Linked DNA regions of Capsicum annuum: region 2 is linked to region 1. A link is a contact called in public Hi-C data. All regions are on one chromosome and are shown on one strand. Each heading gives the region's core, a stretch centred on a gene start, on an enhancer-like site or on the middle of the called end of the contact. The rest is flanking DNA. Distances are from core to core; before and after follow the strand shown.

Evidence for each region. A called contact is a pair of places that touch in the nucleus more often than the background predicts.
Region 2: a contact with region 1 is called in a Hi-C map of bud, with 3 times the contacts expected there. The contact joins the enhancer-like site here to the promoter of LOC107870960 in region 1. A contact is called at or near these places in 3 of 5 Hi-C or Micro-C datasets (bud, leaf and pericarp).

The regions. Positions count from the first base shown.
Region 1 is chr5:176,715,373-176,721,404 of UCD10Xv1.1, forward strand. LOC107870960 (potassium channel SKOR) reads right to left here and starts at 3,145. Exons shown (of 15, transcript XM_047413274.1): 1 at 2,882-3,145; 2 at 2,440-2,787. The coding sequence starts at 2,675.
Region 2 is chr5:177,139,483-177,145,514 of UCD10Xv1.1, forward strand. No RefSeq gene overlaps it. Among protein-coding and RNA genes, the nearest start is that of LOC124898559, 140 kb to the left of the region's middle. Within about 2 kb of position 3,574, at least 3 of the 5 cell types and tissues checked have an H3K27ac peak or open chromatin away from gene starts, as enhancers often do. A contact at or near this core is called in bud and leaf, where this site is marked.

The DNA.
Region 1 (6,032 bases), core at 1,895-4,394:
AAAATAAAAAAAATAGATGAAAGAATGAGAAAGAAAAAAAGAAATTATAAAAACGAGTAAAAAATGAAAAAAAGAAGAAGAAAAAAAAAGTAAATTAAAGGAAAAAATAAAGAAAAAAAAAAGAAACTAGAAAAGAAAATAAAAATTGAAATTTTAAGCATAGGTATCTTTGTGTTTAAATGAGTACTCATATTTTACCCATTTTATTTATATTTGTATGAGCTTTTAAAATGAGTTGGAGTTCATATTTACCTATTTGAAATATGATTGATTCAATTCAATAAATATAGATTAAATTGACTCTTTTTATAAATATGGGCTGAAATTACTATCGCAGGTGTGTGTCTACAGTCTGCTCCTTCTTCGACTTTCTGCCTCATGAGCCATGTTCTTCCAATTTGGTCATTTATGTCGCTTATCTTTATGGAAAAGTACTTGTTCTGTCCGAACTCTGAAATTCACCACTACAGATAACGTTTTTAACTCTCCTGACTATGTTATCTTATAGTTGACACATTATGGATGTTACTAAAAAATGCAGAGGTTAACTTTTAGTCTTCTTTTTTGTAGGCTGAATTTCAGAATGTCATTGAATCTGTATCTAAATTTGGAAATGTTTCATGCAAATCAGCTTCTATTGCTTGGGATCCCTTAAAAGAACTCTAGCAATCAAGCTTTGTTTTGGGTTTTAATTCTGATGTGCCACAACTGAACTTCTCCAAGGTATTGCGAGTTCCTTTCTTAATGTTTACTTCAAGAGTAGCGTTCTAAAATCCTTAATTGGTTGTATTTGTATCTTCTTTCTTCATTAGCTAAAACTTGGCAGTGAATTTATTACATTCTGCTTCTTGTTGATTATGAGTAAGGTTAAGCAAGTTATGCAACTTATATATATTTATTTGACATTCATAAAGTCGGAAGATGTATAATGCTTGGTCCTTTTGATGGTTCGGTCGGGTTGGGTTTGGGTTTTTTTAAAAAAACGGGTCAATTAGTGTTATTTGGATTATTTCGTTAGTTGAAGGGCACATATATAAACTTTCATAGCAACGGGTATATATGATCCTAAAGTAAGACTGAAAGTAAAGTTAACCAGTTTTTCAAAGTAGTGGGGTATTTTTTACCCTTTTTTCCTTACTATTATATATGTCTATGGTAGTGTGACAAAAACAAGACTTTAATTAGTAAATGTAATCGATTATAATTAAATCGTTCAAATCAAATAGTCTCAATTAGTAAATATGTACTTTTTGAAACGAAAAATAACGATTCTATTAATAGACTAAGCAGATGTTTGGCTATGAAAATTAAACTTTTTAGGAGTTGAAATTGGAGTTATGTTTAGTCGTGAAAATAAATAGTTCTTTTTAAATTTTAATGAGAGAAGTTAATTTGTCAAATACAACTTAAAATTATATTTAAAATTTTTATGACCCAATAATATAATTTTCACTGAAATGAAATACTTTTTTTGAATAAAAAAAAGTTCATGGCCAAACACCCTCTATTAAATTGATCTTTGACCGATCTAATCGTATAAACATACAAGTTTATAATTTTTAGCACAAAAAGAAACACGAGAATCGATTTTCATATCTAGAATTTGATTTTTGTATTTTCGAGTTTTGTAAAAATTTTGAAGACACTAAAAAGTGATATATATATATATATATATATAGTTATCGATTCACCCAATAATCCAATATTAAAAATTGAAATCCAAATAATTATTTTTTTTTATAAAATCATTAAAATCCCTTAATCTAAAAATTCTATATCAATAAATCAATAACATTTTTTAAAATTAAATTTATTGATCGATTCGACATTTTCAAATTCATAATGTGTAAAAATAAGATCCAATTCTGCCTGTAATTTATATGAACTAGCACATTGACAGTTAAAAGAACTTGGGTGACCATGAAAATTATACTCGACTTCAGAAACAATCAAAATCATGTTTTCAATTTTTTTTACTCTTTCAAAACATTTTTTATAAAATGTTTTATAAAATAACATTTAAATTTTAAATGTTTATTACAAAAACTAGGACAAACACAATTTCAATTTCAAACTTAAAAATTGCATGAATCTTCTTTTTTTTTTTCTTTTTCTGATTTACATGGCCAAACTCCCACTAAATTAAATGAACACAAATATTGCCATTCTGAGATAATTTTTCAGTTTTCTTTTCTCATCAACTTTACTTCTTTATAATCTTCTAATTAAAAATAATTCAAGTTCCGCTACCGCCCCTTCTAATCAAGGATGAAAATCTCTTCTATTCCGCTACAAAATCTAGTTAAACTAGAAGGAGGGAGATTAAACAATACTTTCTCTATATGAAAATATTTGTTTATTATATTAAAAATGGATGTCAAGTTAATAAATTATTTATCTTTTTTATCTATTTTATATTTTTATTATCTAGAAGCGTACCTGTCATCTGGATAAACGATGAAACCTTGAGAAAGGCCTTTGAGGCCATTGATGACGTTTTCCCTGCTAAACCTCGAATTAGTTGAATCAGTTGCTAGCTCGTTCTCCATCATGGCCAATCGACTGCTACTTCTCAATGATTTCATACTATCTCTGAAATCCTCCATCTTATACTCTCTTGGTGATGAATCTCTTCCATTCCTCTCTTCCTCTAATTCTCTCCTCATAAAAGACATCTTCACAAACACACACTAAATTTCACGAATCTCAGAAACACAAAATCAGTTTATTTTGGACTGATTTCTCTGTGTATCTGCTGAAACTGAATCGGATTTCTTTGAATTTTACCTAGAAAACAGAAGCAAAATTCAAAAATTCAGCTAATTTGGATTGAGTTCAATGTGTATACGCGGAAGTTGAATCGAATTTCTGTGAATTTTACCGTTACTTCTGTGTGTATGCAGAAATTGAATCATTTTTGTCCGTTACTCTAATGCTTTTCAAGGTAAACACAAAATCATCAGGAAGATTCAACTTATTTGGATTGATTTCTCTGTGTGTATCAGATACTTCGTTGATTTTCTTCGAATTTTACTATGTCCGATTGTCCGTGACTGTTCTTCTTCTCTCACGTAAAAACAAAATCACCAGAATTTTTCGGAAATTCTGCTAATTTTGCTTGATTTTCTGTTTTTACAGAAACTGAACGAATTTTCTCCCCAATGTCATCAAATCCGTTGACTGATGAGTGATGATCTTTAGCTTCGTTGTATTGAACTTCTGGAAGGATACAAATGAATTCGTAGTAGCTAAAGAGAGAGAAATACACTGAATATCAATGGGATAATGTTGATTTCACGAGAAATTTCAAGTGAAAATTGATGAATCTATGGCTATTTGGATAGACAAGCGTGAGATGCAGGACAAAGAGACGGTGGAACAGGGAGAGAGGAGGGAAGGTATTTATAAGAAACTCAAAACTCTACCGCAGTTACTCCCTCCCCCAACCGTAGTTGTGCATACTTGTACATAGTTTAACAAACATTTAATGCAAAATAAATTTAAATAAATAAATTATTCATTAATTTTTCAAACTAAATAAATATTATTCGATATTTATTTTTAGTATAATAAACAAATAAAAATAGATAAAAAAATTATATTTTATGAACAAAATTATTACCACCGGTTATAATCCTAGAAAATAGGGTATATGAAATATTGAAGGTATTCCGATCTTATTTCTAGCTATTACTTATTTTATGCAATAATAATGTTATTTAGTAAATATAATCCCACAAAATAAAATATCTGAAATATAGAAGGCATATCTATTTTATCTCTAGAAATAAAATAGAAATATTATTTTTAACATACAATCCACTCAATGAAATATAACCCAAAATAAGTCAAAAATTTAATGCATTAAAATTTCTGTCATGAGTAAGATGTGGAGAAGCATCTAGTCGTAAATTCAAATTACCTATAAATATTACTTTTGTTTTATTTAGGAAAAGAATATCATCAACTTTTTCTTTTTTTCTTAAAATATACTTGTCATCTCAAAATCTTTCTCTCTTTTATTTGGAATCATTAAATTTTTTTATTGTTTATTTTATAAATGTATAACTTATAAAACTTATTTAATTAAAGTTTTGTCCTAATTTTTTTTTTAAATTACAGATGATATATTAATCATTGAAGATTAATCTAATTACACCAAAAGCTTAGTTTATTTTATTTGATATGTAATCTTCAAAGTTTCTTTTATTTACTTATTTATTTCACCACCTAATAATAGTTTTGAAATACAAGTACTTATACGAATTGACACTATAATTTTTTTTGTCGTTTATTTTGTATACTAAAAAATCTTAAATGTAAAAGAAATAAAACGATAAATTTTATATTTTAGACATTAAGTTTGATATTTATATGAGAATAACAGAATAAAATCTTCTTTTGTTGAAGGAAAGAAAAATTATGTAGTCTTGAAACAAATTAAAATTTTTAAGAAATATTAACAAAATCATATCTTCTTTAGTACTATTCCAAATGGATTTTTTAAATATTACTCCATCAATTATTCTTTGCTTTAGATGGATTTAGAATAGAGTACGGATATAAATTAGTGTTTAATTGTATAATAAAATAAAATAAAATATAAATTGATCACAAAAAAAGTGAAGAAACTAAATTAAAAATAATAGTTTTTTTAATAAATTTATGTTTTATCTTACGAATTTAATGATTTATTTATGGGCAATTCTTTGTAAAAAATCTGCAAAAAAAAAATCATCTTTTCACTATATATTTACCAAAATTATCTTGCATAAAAATTGCAAGTAATCTATGTCCAAATTAAATTTTTCAAGTAATAATACATATTAAATTTTATTTATTGAATTTTGTTTGGCAACAAAAAAATCGTAGGTTTGCCATCAATACTTTTAAATAACAAATTATATTATTTTATTCTCTATTACTCTATATTTGAAGGAAATATAATATTTTTGGATTATATTAATCCAAAAACTCTTTTGTGTAATTTCAAAAGTAGATTTTATTCTTTTATTCTCATGTAAATAACAAATTTAATGTCTAAAATATGAAATCGATCGCTTTATTTCTTTTAGATTTTAAGAATCTTTAATATATAAAATAAATAATTAAAAAAATTAAAAGAGTACCAAATTTTGTGAGTACTTGAATTTTAAATATTATTTAGTGGTGAAATAAATAAGTTAATAAAAGAAAAATTTGAAAAGTACATATCAAATAAAATAATTCAAGCTTTTGGTGTAATTAAATTAATCTTCAATGATTGGTATATCATGTATATTTAAAAAAAAATTAGGATAAAACTTTAGTTAAATTAGTTTGATGAGTTAAATAGATCTATTTATCCAAAAAAAAGAAATTTTAATGACATGAAATTTCAAGTAAGAGAGAGAGGCTTTTGAGGTGTTAAGTATATTTTAAGAAAAATAAAAAAAGTTAAATAATATTCTTATCCTAAATAAAATAAAAATAATATTTATAGACAATTTCTTAAATAAGAGTGACCATCTAGGAAATTTACTCTCGTTTCATCTTATGCGTTAAATAATCTGAACTGTAGTAAATTAAAAATGGTTTGACGTTACGTGTATACCATACAGTTGTAGCTAAGCTGATGTAATAAGCATACAGTTGTACTCGTAGAAAAATAAAATATTGAGTGTGTCTAAGATTTGATTGGACAAAACATTATATTAGTTGTATATTTATTGAAAACAAATATAGGCATTAATTAAGTACTCTTTTCGTTTGAATTTATTTTCACTTATTTTTTAATTTGATATTTTAGATAGGTTAAAAAAATCATATTTTATTCATAACATTATTTACTTATTCTAAACTATTTTTCAATTCTTATTATTAAATATCAATTAATAGAATAATATTATAAACTTGCTATAGTAATCATTATTTTTTGAATAAATATATCATGTTAAAAATAACAAGTAAAATAAAGAGAGAAAGAATAATATATAAATGCATCAAGTTATCAACATTGTCCTCGTTGCTAACAATTAAATGAGAGGTGGTCA
Region 2 (6,032 bases), core at 2,324-4,823, 420 kb after region 1:
GTATTGGGATCCTAGGTCTTCAACTTTAATGTTCAAACTACTTTCTCAGGTCCGCCCTTAAGTGAAACTATTCAAGAATCAGGACCCAAAATAGCATATCATAGTTTTTTTTTGTAAGTATTACTTTTTCATATAATTCTAATAGCTAAAGGTTTACTGATATTGGTTCGATTCTGAAATAAGAATGATGATTCTTGATGTTCCCAATTTAATCTGTGTAACCCCTTTATGTAATTGTGTTTTCGTTCCTTTTTGTTATAGTGCTTTATTTTTTTAATCACCTAGAGTAAATCAGGGTGTTTTAATTAGAGAACAATGTAGTTCAAGATGGTTTCGTGAACACCCAATAGTTTAGGTATGAAATTCCGCAAAACAGTAATAATATAGGAGAATTTTAATATCAGAGCATTTTCTAATATATGATGAGTTGCTAGTTTCATGTTCTGTTGTAACTGATGATTACAGCTGCAACACAATGAGTCACAAGTTTTCAGAGGAAGCTAATAAAAGAGCACGTAAATAAAAAACATCATGGGTAGAATATCTGGCCCATTCTAATGAAGAACACAAGTGTCTGTCATTACTAAAATCCACTTCCAAAGTCATTTCATGGTTGAAATATTTTCTTCTATGGCCACATTATATCTAAGCCAACTCGGAAGAAGAAAAGTGTTCTTCTACCAGACTAGAGCGTGTGATAGACTCAGGTCTTGAAGGTTGGATAGTGTCGTGTTCTTGAGAGTGAATCGGATGTTAGATAAAAATTGTCATTTGAAGCCTCTACAGGTTTCTATGTTCTGGCCAGCCTTTGTATGCTCGCTCTACAAAGTAGATGCTCACAGCAAATGCCTGGAGATAAGAACCTAATTTGGCCCCCATTTTGCGCACGAACTCACTAGTAGAAGATTACCTCAAGTTTGTCTTCTCCCATCATATCTGCAACATATACCTTAATCATTAGGGCTTAATCTTTAATTTGATTGCTTCAATATAGCGTGGTAGTCTTTAATGAAGCAATATCCACAGAACTGTCTGGGCATATCCTTAAGCCTATCACACCATTCTATGTTTAATTCCTCGAGTACAAGAAAGGATTCTTCTCTGTTAACCTGCCATCCAGAAAATGGCACCTTATCCAGTGTTAGAAATTTGAGATTCTCGAAGGTGACTTCTTCTATGTTACATCCCCTCCCTGGACTATAACGTGTGATAGACTCAGATGTTGAAGGTTGGGTAGTCTCGCAACTCCTGAGAGTGAGTCTGATGTTAGATAAAAGTTCTTGCAACTCTGAATTTCTCAAGCCCGAAAGGAAGTGAAAATCAAACTGACAGTACGTAGCGCGATGAAAGAAATGCAGAAACTTGTTCAAGTTCATTAATGACATCCAATCTTGGAAAGATCTGCTCCTCTGAACAATCCCTTGGTTCTTCAATGCAAGGCTTCGATTTTTGGGAAACCTTTGAAAATATCTTCTGCATCTTCCAAACAGAAAAGGTTAAGCTGACATAGTCTTCTTGATTCAAGAATTACCGATGGAGAGACATTGCATGCGTCCAAATTTTTAAGCACATCAAATGAGCAAGAAGGCCTATTTCATCCAGCGTCAATGTCTTAGGTGATAATTGTAGGAAAGATTGCTTTCCCAAAAATGTATGCTCCCTTGATTTCAGAAAGAATGACCTACTTTATTTTTTAGTTTCAAATAAAAGGACCCGTCCCCTTTTTATCAACTTTAATTTCAACTTTCCACATGACACGTTTAAGACCACAAGGTTAAAGAGCATTTTGGTACATTTGACATATCTTTAATTTAAGATCACAAGATTCAAAGTTTTTTTTTTTTTTTAAAACTTCGTGACAAGTTAAAATAGGTCATTCTTTTTGAAACGGAGGGAGTATTGCCAAACTTGTATAGCTTCAAAGAGAGGAGGCGTTTAACATAAGGATTTTTCCTTTCCAGACAAAATTTCCATCCAAATGATCAAATTGAATGGTCAATCAACTTGGCATCATATCTGGAAAAAGAAGACAGGAGCACTTGAACTTATCAAGTCAAACACCTTTTTATCCTTTCTAGCTTTTATCGAACAAAAGTCATGCACAAGATCATGAATGTGGTAAGTCAGTCCCTGCGACTTTCATCTCACCATGTTCTACAAGTGATGAGTGCTGATTGTGGATGGTGTTAGACCAAGATTCCCAAAGTTTTTTAACTCCTTTTCTGGTTTCCTGCAGCTCAGCACATACCTGCTGAAAGTTTGGATTCCCCAGCTGTCTCTATTCTTTTCACAACCATATAGTATCGCACAAACAGGATGCTTGCTAGACAGACTTCCATCTTTTCACGAGATAAACTTGGACTTATGAAACAGGGTTACCACCCTGCAAGTATATCAAGCTCATTCATACCATACATCACAAAAATTTCAGTGATCAAGCATGGGTAAAACAGTCAATAACCTATATGCATGGTAGATCCAGCAAACTTCACCTTGAATCACCTTCGCAAGGGCATCTATCAACATCAACCAAACACGGTCTTTAGCTATCAGTGAACCGCCTGGCAAATCATTATAGGAAGTGTTTATGATCGGATACCACTGTGGTTTTGAACCCAGAGAAGAAAGAACTTCTCTAATCTGCTTATTTTAGGCTTCTAGCAGAAATTCCTCTCGTTCAATGTCCTCCAGTCCCAACTACGCATTTATCACCTTACTAGTAAAATCAATGTGTAACTTCAATCTGTGGTTCCTTTTTAGGCCCTGTCCTAGCTCTTGACGATTGAAGTATAATTTCAGTTGAAGGAGCATTTCAGAAAACTGCAAATCATAGCAATAGAGGAAGGCTTCAGTACAAGCGATCAAACAAATAATCTCAAAACATATAACAGTATCCACAACGATCATTCAGCAACCAGTAGCATCAGCTGAAAAAAAGTAAGGTGACCGCTCTGCAGTGCCTAAAGAATATGTTCAGCTGTTCAGACATGTAGTAACAACACATATTAAGTAATCAACACATTCCAACAATATGAAATTCAATATGCAGACTTAAAACAACAACAACAGCATACCCAGTATAATCCCACGGGTGGGTCTGGGAAGGGTAGAGTGTATGCAGACCTTATCCTACCTCGTGAGGTTGGGACCCTCGGCTCAAGTAAAGCATTTCAAAGCAATTTGAAGAAGAAAATACAAAAGCAAAGAAGACATGACAATTAATATGGAAAGTAGTACATAGCATTCAGAAGAGAAAAAGATAGTAACCTAAACAACAATAGATAGCGTGATGACCTAAGACTATAAACAATAGGCTGTAACAGAAATCAAGAAGAATAAACTACAGGAATAACGTTAATAATACTAGTGCGATGACCTAAGCACTATAAACAATGGGCTGTAACAGAAATCAAAGAAGAATAATCTACAAGAATAATGTTAATAATACATTCAAAAAGCAGACTTCTTAAAGTAAAATGTACATACATCCTGAATAAGCAATTTATGAATATTGAATATCTTCCACCACCCAAGAGATTTTAATTTAAGAACAGAGCAGTCAATATGAAACCACAAATATTTTAGTCATCAAGTTTCCTTTTCTTTAGGGTACTCTCAGAACAGATCCAGCGGAGACAGGGTCGGAAAATCATGATCAAATAGGGACAGTAACATCATAAAATTTATTATCAAGTATAAAGCTATCACCAAACCAAAATTTCACAATATGCCCTTTTTCTTCAACAAAATCCATTTTTAAGCAATATTTAGTAAGCATTTGGCGATGAAAATCAAAAAAAATAATTCACTTTATTTGGAACTAGAATAGGTATCCGTGCAATATTTTTAAAAAATAAGTAATTAGAAATGTTATCTTATTAATTTGAAATAATAAATTAACTTTTATTATATCACATTAATATATTTTAAATTAATATATTAAATATATTTTATAATAAATAATTCATAAAATTACATAGTTCAATTAATTTAGTTAAACTATGTATTCTCCCTTCACCACCACCGCGCCACCCCATCCTTCTTCCATCCTCTCAGCCTCTCCCTCCACACAATCCCACAATCAAATCATATGGAAAAAAATGACGAACTATATAATTATCAAAAGAAAAAAAAATTGACCAATATTTTTCTTTATTGCATTATTCACTATCTAATATTATTCGATTGTTAATATTGACTTTTATTAACTTATCAAATTGCTTAATATAATTATCAAGTGTTTTTCTTATTAATATAAAATTATATATTTATGTTTTTTAATCATGTATTTTCTATTTTTCTTCAATATAAAATGTATGGATAGTAATTTGTCTATCATCTAATTTCAGTTAATTTCTTTATTGAAATTATTTTATTTAATTTATGCATTATATTCTCAAAGTTAATTCAAAATCCTTATTCCTCATCAATATTTGTAAAAAAAAAAAAATACTGCATTTTAGTTATTTTCTTCAGAATACATTTTTGTTACAATTCATAGGCAATTGTGCTTTTTTCTCTTACATTTAAAAATATAAGATACTGAATTTAAATCTAGGTTACATAAATTTTTATATTTTAATGTTCATTTAATTTGTTGTTTATTGATGCTTTACGTGGCATACAAAATTTAAAATTTTACTTGTTATGATTTAAAAAATGCATTCTCATTTAACATATTAATTGTATTATACTGCTACTACTACACATACTAAGTACTGCTGCTAATACACCTATATATTATGTACTACCACTACTGCTACTATTTATTACCATTAGTAGTAGTATTATATTCTTGTATTTCATTTAATATTTCAATAAATTACATTTAGATGTATTTTATAAAATACATCTAACAATTAAATGTACCTACAATTTTAAAAAAAAAATTATAAGTTCATCTTTGAGAAGATATTGTATCTGCAATTCAAATTTAAAAATTAGAATTCAATTAGAACTCTTTAGTATGATAGCTAACTACTCCTAATATGTAATTTCATATACTTTTAGTCTACCTTTAATCTTGTTTTTAAACCAAATAACTCTCTTAACTTGAATATTCGACTTCCTCTCCTCCTCCACTCACCTTAGTTGAAGATTTTAGATACCTTTTTCTACTTATCAACAATTTTTTTATTCTTTTTAATATTATATAATGTTCTTCTCTTTTAATATATATTATGAACTTATATACACTTATAAAACAAATAAATTTACTTATTAAATAAGTATGAGATACATAATTTTTCATACATATTAAATGTTAGAAAGATAAAATAAGTGAGCACAATAATATTTTAGTTGGAATGATTTTTTTGTATAAGTAATTTTGACAATAGTATTAATAATACAAAATTTTATTTACATATTTGATAATGAAACAAAATCAAAAACTATTTGCCCCCCCCCCCCCCCCCGCCGCCCCCTAGAAAACCCACCAAAAAGAAAAAGAGAATCAAAATTAAATATTTTTAATTCTTTTTAAAATTTTTAAATTTAAATTTAAATATTTCAAATCTTTTAAATTCAAATACTATCACAAGTTTATTAAAAGAAGATTAATGTATTATTTCTTTATTCTTATTTTTATTTAAAAATATATATATTATCTTATAAGTTATATAATTAAATTGAGATAAATATTTAAGATAAGTGATGATGATAATAATAAAGTAGTAGTAGTAATAGTAGTACTTGTTGTTTTTATACTGCTACTACTAAAACTATCACTACCCTAGTATAGTTTTTAATTAATTTTTTCTAGGTTACACTTTATAAGTAATTAAGTCTTCCTCTCTTATATTCCAAAATATAAAGTACTGAATACAAATTCAAACTAGTTGATTTTTATATTATAATGTTCATGCGATTTGTTCGTTTATCGAGATTTTAGTTGTGTGATTTAAAAATATAAACAACAAAAAAAATTAGCAAATATTTTTTATATATAAATATAAATTTGTAAGTAAAATCATGAAAAGAATAAATCAATTGCAATATTTAAATGCATTTAAATATTTTTTTATAACCTT